Regions from separate parts of the Sus scrofa genome. Here region 2 is linked to region 1. A link is a contact called in public targeted proximity ligation data. All regions are on one chromosome and are shown on one strand. The core of a region is the stretch at or near the end of the contact, and the rest is flanking DNA. Distances in the headings are between cores, read along the strand shown.

Region 1 (7,089 bases), core at 2,303-4,802:
TCTTTGTTTTCTGGAAAATTCTTAACCACGTGGCATTTTAACGTGCCTTTTAGTCTGACTGTTTTAGATGAATTTCTGTCTTATATCCCCTATTATATACCTAAGCCCTTTGAGGTCAGAGAACCACATGTGATATTTCTTAATGTTCCCACAACATTCTTGCAGTAAGGCAGTCAGGAAATCACCATGGACTAAGTGATGTGATTACACGCTCAACCTCATTTCACAACTTAAAAATGGTAAACTTGCATACAGTACCGTTCAATTTTTAATCATAATTTCTAAGAGATAAACTTTGGTAAAAGAAAATATAAAAGCAATTTCTTTATGACTTAATGAATGAATGCTAGAAAACACAGATGCCACTTACAGTCCACTGACGAAAATCTAAAACAGTAACAAAAGTACTAAGGGAATGCATAAACTCAGCTAGACATGTACATCATGAAAACTACAATAGATTCTAAAGTAGGAGTTTTTTTTTTAATTGTTAATTTCTGGAGTTCCCGTGGTGGTTCAGTGGTTAGCGAATCTGACTAGGAACCATGAGGCTGCGGGTTCAATCCCTGGCCTCGTTCAGTGGGTTAAGGATCCAGCATTGCCGTGAGCTGTGGTGTAGGTCGCAGACGTGGCTTGGATCCCACATTGCTGTGGCTCTGGCGAAGGCCAATGGCTACGGCTCCTAGCCTAGTACCTCCATATGCCATAGGTGCGACCCTAGAAAAGACAAAAAATAAAAATAAAAAATAAAATTGTAAATTTCTAATAGTTGCTAATTATTTTTATTCATGTCCTTTCTGTGGCAATAATCACTAGGAAGGGGAAAGCAGATGTGAAAAATCTACTCAAAAGCTTCTTTTTAAGAATATTAGGAGAACTATATAAACATATGAACTGATAATCCAGGTAGAGGAAGTTGTTTAAAAAAATCAGTAGGTCCTGGATATCCCATATCCCAAGGAAAGAGGACCAACAATGTATCAAGCAAAAGCTCTACATCAGCAAAACATCCAGATACACACCAGTCAGGAAGCTGAGAGATAAGGTTGCACACACTGCTCACTCTTTAAGGGTCTCGACTTACATCCCTCAAAGCTGGTTTTATCTCTGCCTCTTGTATGGGACACTCTGAAAGAACCTTTCATGATGTGATTACAGCGCAGGGGAAAGTCAGACATGCCTCTGAATGAAGACGTTTTCCTCTGGGTGAAGTTGCAGAGGACACACTGCTTCGCAAGGAGTCATCTAGGGAAATGGATTGTTTGCTAAAAGTTTAGTAGCAAGTTGCCTGACTGTCCTGTTGCGTGCAAAAATCTGGTTGGCTGTGGGAAGCAGGGAAAATTAAATTTAAAGAAAAATTAAATGAGCCATTCAGAACAAAGGGGGCACTGTGTCGTGTCAGAACGCAGCCTGGGAAGCAAAAGAACTGGGTTCCTGTCCCTGAGCTGCCACAAACCAGCTTTGTGATCTTGGGCAAATCAGGTAACGTCCAAGGGCTTCAGTCTCCCCTTGTACAAGGGAGCTGGATACTATCATCTCTGGGCTCCTTCCAGCTCTAAGGCTCTGTGACTACAGCTCTGAATACGCAGAATTACAAACGTGCACCAGATCTTCTCCTCACACTGCAGCAAAAATCCCCCAATTAGAGGCTCACTACCTGCTGGCCTGTTATAAACTACATTCACATTTGAGGGCTGAAGATGTTACTCCTGTAACCAAGGGCTGTAATATCAGCAAGTGAGTTTCAAAAGAAATCCTCCCTGTTGTCTACTTGAGAGGCCCCAATTTTCAAACTAACAGAATCCTGTTACTTTTCCAATGGTGAAGGGTGAGCGGGAAGCAAGAAAAGCACCAGACTGAACATCAGTATTTCAGGTTGTAAAGAAAAGCTTCTTTTGTCCATCAAGAGAAAAGATCAGTTATTACGATTCTTGGGGATAAGAAATCCATGTTCCAAATTCTCCCCCCACAACAGGGAGCATTCCACCTGCAAGTCACTCCAGCGACTATCTGCAGGTCTGTTGTGGTCACATTCACCGATGCTGCTGACTTAAATTAGTAGCTTTTCCTCCTGGTGCACAGAAGACCTAGCAATGCCAGGGCGACTATGCCCTTGGAAGGGAGACCTTAGGTATGGCCCTGCCACTCCAGAGTAAACTACTTTCTTCTCTGTCATTTATTTTAACTTTTTGTTCATCTTTTTAAAGTTTTCTTGAAGTGTAGTTAATTTACAATGTTGTGATAATTTCTGCTGTACAACAAAGTGATTCAGTTAAACATAAACACATATCCATTCTTTCTCGGATTCTCTTCCATATAGATCATCACCGAATACTGGGTAGAGGTCCCTGTGCAATACAGCCAGTCCCCGTTGGCCAGTTATTTTATATGCCACACTGTGCACATGCTAATCCCAAACCTCCAATGTTGCTATTTCCATCTCTTAAAAGTACTGAGTACATGGGAATGCGTTTAGTTTAAGTGAATTTCATGGAGCAAAATTTTAATGTTTAAAAGCAGGAATTCTCTAATAATATGAATAATGCTAACGTCTTGATGACTTTCATTTCTCATTGACTAAATGCTCCTAAACTGAGGCATTTTTAAAGTAAAATTTAGCATGATCAAGCCTAAAATTTTCCACAGAGGGCATAGTTTCAGTGTCAGAATAGTGCTATCACACACACTCTTAGGCACTCATTCAGTCATGAATTTCCTCTCAAGCATATATATGTGGGGTCACCACAGAAAAGGTGACGTGGAGAGATGATCTCATTAGAATGGAAATGGGCATTTTACAGAAAAACAAGATTTTATTTCTTTCTCTTTTTTTTTTTGGACTTTATAGGGCCGCATGTGTAGCACATGGAAGTTCTCAGGCCAGGGCTCAAGTTGGAGCTGCCGCTGCTGGCTTACACCACAGCCATAGCAACTTGAGATCCGAGCCACACGTGTCCTCATGGATACTAGTCTGGTTCTTTAACTGCTGAGCCACGATGGGAACGCCTATGGATTCTATTTCTTACTCAAGAAAACAGTCATTAGAAGAGTTCTTTGGTTTATAAGAGCCTCCCTTCATTACTGTTGTTGTTTTTACAAATAGCTATTTTATATTAATTTGCATTTAAAAATTAATTCACAATTTTAACATGGATATCCCACATAACTTTGTAAGACTGGGGTGCTCTGTAAAGGTGTCAAGGCAAAATGATTTTTGCAGGACGCTTTCAGGTCTTTCTCAGCTACAGTAAAAGAGAAATCTGTTTCCTTAATTTTTTTTTTTTTTGAACACTAGCCAACAAACCCAGAAAACTGGATATTTTAAGTTGTCCTTGAAAAGTTGAGAAGTCAAGGGGCTCTAGCACATGTTTACTTCACATCAGTGAAGTAATCATTAATCATAGCTGGATTCCTCAGCAAAGATGTTGGCATTGGCACTCTAGCCAGTCACCGGCAATGACTGCAAGTAACTCTAGGTCACTGACGCCTATTTGATTTGGAAGAGAATAAGGAACATAACGATGCTGGCAGTGTCCTGTTCCCTTTCGCCGTCCTCCATCTCAGAGCCTTGCAACATCAGGGGCCCAGCTGTTATCCAGATGCAAGCACATCAGCCACAGAGAGTGTGAGAATAAAAACATTAGCAGTATTTCCACGAAACCAGTCACATGGTTATTATAGAAATAATGAACATTAGCATACTACAATATTTGTGTTGTTCTTAAATGTTGTAACACCCGATGGAAGAAATCATCTTTACTTGGAAAAGGTTAAAAATGAAAGAACATGTTATATATCTTTGCTGGGAAATGGTGGGAAATGGATTTGTTGAAGCCCTATGGAAAGGAAGAGGGAATCAATTGAAAACAGAAATCTAATAAATCTAAAATATTTCTAAATGAAATGCTTGTGGTAGACTAATTTCTTGTAAACACAGCACTCAAGTTGCCTGAAAAGTCCCAGATGGTGAACTAACTTTGTGGTCTTAAAAATAAAAGTCAGCCAAAAAAACCCCAAGCAACTACAACTTTATCATCATCAATGTAGAGGGAAACAAGAAATCCATAATCAACTAACATAGTACTTTTTTTTTTTTTTGCAAAATTTGATGGGCATGTGAAGTTTTACTAAATAGAAGGTCTCATTTCAATTTAAAGTTTGTGTGTGTTAAATGGAGAAATAAAAATTTCAAATGATCAGATTGAGGTTAAAAGTGAAATAAAAATCTACCATTATTTAACATAACTTAGAAAAAGTACAATGTTTCTAAAAAGGCCACAGTTTTGAAATGTACTGCAAGGTCTAATTTCTACACTTTAGAGAACTTTCTTCGGTTGACATCTGTAAGATTTTATTCAAGAAGAAATTTTTAAAAGTTTTTCAGGTGGGTGATAAATAAGTTTGTGATTTATGCCTTGACCAGAAATTAAACCAGGTGGAATAAACATCTACCCTACCTGCTCCACTGTCAATAATCCATCAGGAGATTGTGGCACAGACCGCATGGGAGCAGCTGGCACAGGGAGCCTAAGAGTAAAGCGACTTCCTTCATGCTTCGCCAACAACATACCAGCACCATTTGAGCAGTTACATCACATGTTTTTCCTTCTTTACCTTAAAAAAAAAAAAAAAAAAAAAAAAAACTATTGCAACATTCGCCACTTGATTACTCACATCCCAGGTTTCTCAGAACAAGCTTATTCATAATTTCCCCAAGAATAATCAACTTGAACAAACCAATTTGTCATATGCTATATTTATTCAGGAAAAAATAACAAACATTTGTTGGGCATGTGCTATGAGTAGGAATCACGCTAAGTATTTTTTTAATGTACTATTTTCAAAGTAAATTTAAAAATAGAACACAACACTATCCCTCAAACCGAAGTCTAACCTTTGGAAATTAATGCAATAAACTCTTTCTGTCCCTCAATCATCTGTAAAATATGACTCTAATAAATATATTTCATTATTTGTTTTGGTGATGGGGGCTGGCTGCCATATCAGTAAAAGAACAGGATAGGACTTTCAAAATATTATTTAAATTCCATGGTCAATAAGCTATAATAATCCTTATTCTCTTTTTCTAGCTTTAGTAGTATTTTAGTGCTGATATTAAAAAAAAAAAAAAAAAAAAAAAAAAAAAAAAAAAATAAGCCATTAAATCTAAAAGTCAAGGAGTTTCTGTTTTGGCTCAGTGGTAACGAACCCGACTAGAATTCAGGAGGTCACAGGTTCAATCCCTGGTCTCGCTCAGTTCGTTAAGGATCCGGCACTGCCATGAGCTGTGGTGTAGGTCACAGACATGGCTCAGATCCAGCATTGCTGTGGCTGTGGCAAAGGCCGGCAGCTACAGCTCCAATTCGACCCCAGCCTGGGAACTTCCGTGTGCCGCAGGTGTGGCCCTAAAAAAAATAAAAATAAAAGTGAAGTTAACAAAACAATCTTTATAACATGATCCCATTGATCTTTTAAAAGCCCACTAAACTCAAAGGATAAATGTCCATACACTTAAATACGTAAAATAGGTCTAAAATGATATACACTAAAAAGGGAAGAAGTGGGATTGGGGAGGAAATAAAGAAATGAAAGAAAACAAAATTAATTTGTTTTTAGTTCATATTATTTGCAACTATTGTAACAAGCATACATTACTTCGTTTAATTTTAGAAAAAAAAAAGTTTTCATGAGACAATATCTCCATCTAGTGGAGGATGTAGAATACGTTATAAATCAGTAAGATATTACTGCTTCTGATGACTTTCTACAGCACGACAGAAATTACAAAAGAACAACTAATGAGAAAACAAGCAGTAAGAACTTGAATTTTGGAGGCTTGGTACAACAGAGTAGATCACATTCTAGTGAGTCATAAAGTTTGTTTCCTTGCAAAAGCAGCCTGACTAAGGACTCTCACAGCTGAACCATATCACTGGGAGGAGCAGACTGCTGCCCAAACCTGGGTTCACTGTGCATCACTGTTCCACCATCACCTGGCCGTCAAGACAGGTTTCAGCACCCAAAGGCTTTTTGTTGAAGCACCTTAAACGCTGCACTGGGGCACATCATTTTCTGGTAAAAATCTTATAAACTCATTCCCTAAAATAAATCATCTATAAGCTCAAGGAAGACTTTATTTTCTAGAAATGTCCTGCACACATCTGTAGCCTCCAATTGACTATACAGAAAGGGGGCATTTTGCACCTTTGCACGGATGATACCTTGAGTATCATAGTCACTCAAATACTGACTATGGTACTGATTTGATATATACATACCTTTGACTTCTGCAGAAGTATCAATATTCGGTACACTGGCATGCAAGGCCTCCAAATCAAAGCTATCACAGTCTTTCAAAATTTTGGCTTGATTGAAATAATCATTAGTATCTCGTGGCTGAATCTCATTCAGAATCGTCTGTAAGCGGCTTGCTGACTCTGAAGGAGAGAGATGAGAGTATAGAAAATCCCTTTTCCATATCATAGGCAGATTTGCCTTGAGCATACTTCCCCTCAAAATTTTTGTAATTTTCAATGCTTGATAATTAGCGCTATTAGAAGGGGCTCACAGGATGGATAATGTGAAAATTATTTATGTCAGATCTTCATGACACTTGAGTGTACTTTTAAAATATGGCAAATATTTTAAATAGGGTGAAGACTGGACCAAAAAAGACAACAGAAACTATCCACAGGACAAAGGCTGCCCATCTCACTTAACGTTGTTCTTCTTCGTGTTGTCTAAGAATCTCAATCAGATGAAGGAACGGTAACGAATTGCAATTAATTTTAAGAAGAAACCCCACTACCAACAGAAACAATCTTTTATAGCCCAGAAATATCATGAAGACTCCACATTTGACTTTGAAATGCATATGTAATATACTGCTTTCTAAGTATGATTTACAGTCCTAGTATTATATGAAACCTCATTTTCATTCCTTAAGCACTCCCTAGATTTGGAAATGTAAACTCCATGAATGCAATTCTTTGTTCACTGCTGAGTGGCCAGTGCCTAGAACAGAAACTGGCTCATGGCAGAGATTCAATAACATGGGCTGAAGGAATTTATGGATGACTAGGTAATGAA
Region 2 (7,089 bases), core at 3,072-5,571, 610 kb before region 1:
CCCCCCGGGACAGGAGCCTGGCCAGGGTGTTGGGACTCTGGGAGAAGAGGTGCCTGTGACCCTTCCCCCACCTCCCTCCCAGTTCTGCTCTGAGGACAGGGGGAGAGGGCTCTTCCAGGCTGTGCTGGCAGCCAGGCCAGCGTTTGTGGTAGGCGGTGTTTATGTGAATGCACAAATGTTTATGTGAGATTGCCAACCGGTTATTTATGAGTCTCTCAGCCCTTCCCCAATAAAAGCTGTTCCTTCAATGTTCTGACAGGCCCCGCATCTGTAACTAATGTGTCACTCGCTCAGCTAATGCAGTTCACTTGTGTTTATTTTTGCACAAAAGCAATTTATCCAGTCGCTCTGGGAAAACACACACACACAACCAGCCCTGTCAAGGACCTTCTTTGGAGCAGAGTGTTTTTCCTCAAAAGAAACTCTAAGTGGCTCAAAGGGCAGGGCAGCCTCCTGGTGTGCGTGCCTGACGGTGTGAGTGGCTCAGTTCTGATTGTGGGGGAGTGTGTGGAGTGTGGGGTGTCTGGCGTGGGCCCCTCTGCTTTGTCTCTGAGTATATGGATGTGTGTCTTTTTTTTTTTTTTTTTTTGCTTTTTAGGGCCACACCCGGGGCATATGGAGATTCCCAGGCTAGGGGTCGAATCAGAGCTACAGCTGCCAACCTATACCACAGCCACGCCAGGTCCTTAACCCACTGAACGAGGCCAGGGATCGAACCCACAACCTCATGATTCCTAGTTGCATTCGTTTCCCTTGCGCCACAAGAGGAACTCCTATGAATGTGTGTCTTTGTGCCTTTGTCTGTCTCAGACTGGGTGGGTTTGAGTGTTTACCTCTGAATCTAAGAGTTCTGCTGGCTGAGTGTAGGTTACTTTTAAAGAAAGTATGGGGGTGGCTCTGGATCTAACTTTGTATTCCCTCTGGTGGAGGTAAATCAAAGTTGGGAAAGTAAGTTGTTGGCAGCTAAAGTGCCTGGGGGAGGAGGTTTGAGGAAGGAGGGAAGGAGGGCGAAGGTTAAAAGGGAGGATGATTGGCTTTGGGGCAAAAGGAGCATTAACACTGGCCAGCCAAGGACTGTGACTGTAAAACAGCGGAGGAAGGCTGCCCAGGCCTTGGTCCCTTTCCCTGCGGTTGTGAATTTTATCATCCCCGCTCTGTTTTCTCTCAGTACTGGCAGTGAACCTTCACAGTGAAAAGATGCTCTGTGGGCTTGTTTGGGGGATGCTGGAAGAGGGAGGGAGCCTGAGAAGCCATTTCCTGCTGCACAAGCAGATTTCTGGAAAAGGAACCCAACAGTGGGGGGAGGATGAGAGGGGCATGCCTGCCAGGGTGGGGGTCGGGAGTCAGGCTGAGTGCTTGGGTCTGCTGGGAAGAAAAAGAGGTGCTGATTTCGGCTGGGGAGGGGCCTGGTGGTCTCTGTGGTCCCCAATCTCACTTCATAGAGTGTTTCCCTGACCCTGGCCAGAACCCATCGGGGTTGGACCGGAGAGTCCAGGAGGCTCCGTGTAGACCCCTCCCACTGCTGGAAAAGCTTTAGAAGCCCATGGCCAGCTGTCCTGGAGGGGATGGCCCCGATGGTAGGTGTCCCTCATATCTGAATGACCCGGCAGTAGTAGTGGACTGTTAGGACAGTGGGCCCAAAGTCTCATGCCTGAGGGATCTCTGCACTCATTACCCAAAACAGATGTCTTCTCACAGCTCAGACCAAATCTTGGCTGCCTTGTCCTGATCTGCCAGAAAATATCACGTTAACAGTTTGGCATTTTGCCCTCTTGAGTTTTCCTCCAGTAAGATTGCTTTAAATCTCTGGTGCCGGCTGAATGATAAGTCAGTGGATATTTGGATAAACATAGAGAAATAGACGACAGTGCTTTGCCTGAAAGCTTATTTTTTATGGCTCTGGGTTGTTCCCATGGTGATTTTGTCTGGCCTTCAAAGCTGACCGTCAGTTGGGGTGGTCAGGGGAAGCTGTCCGTTTGTCTCTGGTTTCTGTGGCCAGGTGACATTCACGGTCGTCCCTTTGTCTCTCTGTGACCTGAGCGGATTTGGGGCCTGCTCTTCCTTTTGGCCAGGGAGTGTGGGTGTAGGAGGAAGGCGAGGAGCAGAAGGATGTCAGTCAACCCTGCCCCTGCCTGCAGCGCCTTGGGAGTGCCTGGCTCCTGGCTCCCACGCTCAGAACCCATCCTTCTGATCTCCCTGTGATATTTAACTTGCAGTTGAATTCATCCCGAGGCTGGTGGCTGTCCCTTGGTGGTGGGTGCACCTCCCGGCCACCTGTCTTGGAAAGCTCTGGGGCAGGCTCAGGCCTCCTTTCCTTCTCTTGTGGGCCTGTGCCTCGGGAGGAGTGGGGAGCTGTGAGTCTGGGGGTGGGGACAGGAGGACCCAGGGGATAACCCTGTACTCTGGAAGGAGGCTTACTTTAGAATTTAAGAAGAACACCAGCTCCCAGCCCTCACCAGGTTCAACCAGACACTGCCTTCCTGGCTCAAACCACATAACTGTCTAATTGTCAGGCTCAACAGCCTTTCCTCCTCGCTGCTTGGCTGTAGGCTATGTGGCCAAGCTGTCCCCTCTTGCTGTGGCCCTGGGGTTGCCTCCATACCAGGCTCTCTTTCCTGGTTGGCGGCTCTCACCTCCCACCTTGGCTGCTGCAGGCCTGGGAAGGGCCACTGAACACACGCATCGTGGAGCCGTATTTCCCCACCAGCAAAACTGTTCCCAGGTCCTAAATGAGGATTCACAAGCTCCACTGCCCACGGGGACTGGGCAGGTGGTGTAAGGGGAGGAGCCCCAGGCCCCAGGCAACGCAGTAGGCCCAGGCTGGGGAGCAGTGGGGAGCGGTGGGCAGCGGTGGGCATGGAGGCTCCTAAGAGCACTTTTCCAAGGCCTTCCATGTCTCTGAATATCTAGTTTGCCTTTTTTCCCCCCAGGGCTGCACTCAGGGCCTATGGAAATTCCCAGGCTAGGGGTCTAATTGGAGCTACAGCTGCAGGCCTACAGCACAACCACAGCAACACGGGATCCCAGCTGCATCTGTGACCTACACCACAGCTCACAGCAACCCGGATCCTTAACCCACTGAGCGAGGCCAGGGATTAACCTGCGTCCTCATGGATATTAGTTGGCTTAGTTACTGCTGAGCCAGGACGGGAACTCCATGATTGTTTAAAGTTTTCAAATGCAACCCTTTGGTGAAATCACAGGGAGCAGCTGGGCACTGGTGGGGCCAGGCTGTCATGTTGGAGAGTGAGCCTTCGGCTAGGACTAAGTGAGGCACCAGTTCTGCTGCTGGAGGCAGGGAAAGGGCAGGCCCAGGCCCCACCTCCTGGTTCTTGGAGGAACAGGAGCAGGAGACGGTTGTACCCTGGGCCCTCTGGGTGGCCTTGGGGTTTGTGGCTGCAGCTGGGGCCCAGGCCTGGGTTCTTGGCCTGAACAGCTATACGGATGCTTTTCCTGTGAGGCCTGTGTGGACAGAGGGGAAAGTGTAGGGGTGGGAGGGTTGGGCTCTCTGGGGGAAATGGTTAATAGAATGACAGTGGGGCTCTGGGACCTTACACAGGAGTCCTGGGGTGCATTTCCTCACTCCAGCCTTGAGCATACTGGGGACCTCATGGTTGCTTGCTATCAGCCTCATTGAGTCCTGGGTACCCCCCTCGGAGGCAGCCAGACCTCTGTCCTGAAAGCCTCCCCGGCCCCTCCTGTCTTCCTCCCTGGGTGATATAGGGGCGAAGTGAGGGACCAGGTTTGGCTATGGATGTGTTTTCTTTCCCCATGGGTGTTGCTGGAGGTGACGCTAGAAATTTTTGTTTCATCCTCTACCCCCTTCAGGCCTTACTTTCCTGAAAATACCAGAATGAATCGTGCTATAGTGAACACCCTTGTAAGCACAGGCCAGTCTCAGAAATAAAATTACAAATCCAGCTGAAGGCATCCATGAGCACCTTCCAAACCCACCTCCCTTCCCCCACCCCCTCCCCTTCTCCCCAAGAAGTAACTAGTATCTGGTATTTGGCATTTTTCATTCTCATAAATTTCTTTAACTTTTTGGTACATATGCATGTTTTTCTGAAATATTTACAGAGTTGTTTTGCCTGCTTTGAAACCTGTATAAATAATGTCGTTCTACTATGTATTCTTGTGTAATCAGTTTCTGCTTCTCAGTATGTTTAGGGATGCTAGCCCACAGACATACGTGACTCTAGCTCACTTATTTTCCATGCTGTGCAGGATTCCACTGCGTGCCTCCATCATCTCTCCAAGGAGGCCTCCTGCCAGCGCCCTGGGGGTGTGGCTCTGCTCCCTGGGGTACTTCCTTGTACAGAGAGCTCCAGCTCTGTGGACGCTCCCCTAGCCCATGTTAGGGTGCCAGGGCCCTTCCCTCCCTTCCGGAACCATTGCTTCATGGAAGAGGAATTTGAGTGGATTTCAGGCAACCTTGTGTTTCGCATAAATCAATGTTGAAAGTGAAACCCCAGCCCAATGGGGCTGCAATTGCAACCAGCTGAGTACAGCTGGGCTGGCTGGTTTGAACCTGGCTGGAAGGAGTTGTGCACTCCACATGGACAGAGTCTTTGACCGTGACGTGCTGGCCAGCCCATTCAGCAGAAAGGGGGGACACTGGCCAGCCACAGCCGCTGGCTGAACCCCTGTGTTGAGTCCCGCCCTCCTCTCTGCCCTGACCACTCCTGCTTTTGCCCAGTGACCTCCAGGGTGGGTATTGTTGTACTTTGAGGAGGGGCAGTGAGGTTCTGGGACCTGCTGGGGGCAGCTCGTCCTGAGGCGCTTACATTTTAGACCCTTAAAATGAGAGAGGCAGTGAATCCACACATGAATTCAGACCCCGATTCTTGACACGTGTAGCACCCAGAGCTCCTTTGCTTTTGTAGGATTCTTCCTCCTTAAAAAAGATTAAGTTTATGCTTTCTTTTTAAAAAAATTTTTAAAAATTAAAAAGTTTATTTTATTAAAGTGTCATTGATTGACAGTATTGTGCCAATTTCTGCTGTATAGCAAAGTGACCTGGTCATACATATATAAATTTATGCCTTTGTTAACATGCAAACTATTACATTTATAATGGGTAAGCAATATATAGCACAGGGAACTATATCCAGGCACTTGTGATAGAACATGATGGACAGTAATATGAGAAAAAGAATGTACATGCATGTGTGAAGAGGTCACTGTGCTGTACAGCAGAAATAGACACAACATTGTAAATCAACTATACTTTAATAAAAAATAAAATACATAGTATTTAGACTGCTAGTATAAAGGTGAGTATAATCAAGGCTGGATTTGTTATTATTGTTATTATTATTATTATTTTAGGGCTGTACCCATGGCATATGGAAGTTCCCAGGCTAGGGGTGAATCAGCTGTAGCTGACCGCCTACACCACAGCCACAGCAACGCCAGATCCTTAACCCACTGAGGTCAGGAATCAAACCCGCATCCTCATGGATACTAGTTGGGTTCGTTACTGCTGAACCACAACAGGAACACCTAGATTCGTTATTATTGTATTTGGTCTTTTTCTGCTTTTTCTTTTTCTTTTTTGTCTTTTTAGGGCAGCACCTGCAGCATATGGAGATTTCCAGGCTGGGGTCTAATCGGAGCTGTTACTGCCGGCCTACACCACAGCCACAGCAACGTGGGATCTGAGCGGCATCTACGACCTACACCACAGCTCACGGCAATGCCGGATCCTTAACCTCCTGAGCAAGGGCAGGGATCAAACCCGCAACCTCATGGTTCCTAGTTGGATTCATTAACCACTGAGCCATGACAGGAACTCCTTCCTGCTGATTTTAAAAGAAATGAAAACATTTTGGAGAACCCCCTAAAAGCATCACAGGCCCTGGGCCTGATGGCTGCTGCGGAGTCTCCAGCAGCTACCTTCTGTGGTGACTGGACCCCTCTCTCCTCCAGGACTCCTTCTCTGAGTGGTTGGAGGAGAGCAGGGCTTCTCTCGGCCCCAGCCTCCTCAGGCCTCTCCTCCCATCGTGGAGGCGGGGGGGGGGGGGGCGGGGGGGTTCGGGTGCCACGTGAACAGGGGGCTTTGTGCGTGGCCTGCCTCATGGAGGAAGAGGGCAGCCTGAGTTTTCTCTATAGAGCCAAGGGGCAGATCCTTCCTTGTTGGTGCCTTTGTTTGGATTGCGCTGGGCTGGGATTGTGCAAGGACTGCCGCCTGTGGTGGGGCATCCACCCCAGGGCCTGTCCAAGGTGAAGGTGTAATATGTCTGTGCACAGGAGGAGGATGTGTAAGCCTGCATTGTCAGGGCCACTGGATGGTCCCCTCATCTCAAGGATTTATTTTGAAGGAAGCCCTGAGTCTGTTTTGGGAGTGGGGGAACGGGATTGGTACAGTAAGTAAGGGAGAGGAGCTATTAGTCAGCTCAGGCTGTGATAATGGCATACTACCAACTGGGTGGTTTGAACAACAGAAATGTATTTTCACATGGTTCCAGAGGCTGGAAGTCCATGGTCAAGGTGTCAACAGGTTATGTTTCCACTGAGGCCTCTCTCCTTGCCATGCAGGTGGCCACCCTCATGCTGCCTCATCACATGGCCTTTCCCTGTGCATGCACCCCTGGCATCCTGCTGTGTCTACAGATCTCTTTCTCTCATAAGGACACTAGTCAAATTGGATTAGGACCACCTAAGAGCCTTCCTTGTTTGAGCTTAATCAGCTCTTTAAAGGTCATTTCCTGGAGGTTCCTGGTGGCCTGGTGCTGTGTCTCAGGTCACTGATGTGGTGCAGGTTCGATCCCTGCCCCAAGAATTTCCACATACTGCAGGTGTGTCCCCCACCCCACCCCCAGGCCCTATCCCAAATACAGTTACATTTTGAGGTACTGGGGGTTAGGGCTTCAACATAAGAGTTTAGAGAGGTCAATTCAGCCTATAACAGGGTGATGGAGACCACAAGCAAGGCTGCCACAAGATTGCACAAGGGCACCACCCCTAAGGGCTCTATTTATGTCACTGACACTTCTATTATTTGGAAATTTTTTTTTATAATTTTATTGACTCCAAAGGTGGGCAATTTGTGTGTTTCTTATGGCAGATGGTGCTTATTTTAACACT

Evidence for each region.
Region 2: a targeted proximity ligation map of alveolar macrophages shows a contact between it and region 1. A contact is called at or near these places in 2 of 47 Hi-C or Micro-C datasets (liver and subcutaneous adipose tissue) and 2 of 2 datasets of targeted methods (alveolar macrophages and skeletal muscle).

Annotation. Positions count from the first base shown.
Region 1 is chr3:96,919,049-96,926,137 of Sscrofa11.1, reverse strand. THADA (thyroid adenoma-associated protein) reads right to left here. Exons shown (of 40, transcript XM_021088406.1): 21 at 6,279-6,437; 22 at 4,513-4,614; 23 at 4,458-4,510. Among named protein-coding and RNA genes, the nearest start is that of THADA, 50 kb to the right of the region's middle.
Region 2 is chr3:97,527,758-97,534,846 of Sscrofa11.1, reverse strand. All of the region lies in intron 2 of LOC106509843 (a long non-coding RNA gene), which reads left to right. Among named protein-coding and RNA genes, the nearest start is that of TRNAI-UAU, 36 kb to the left of the region's middle.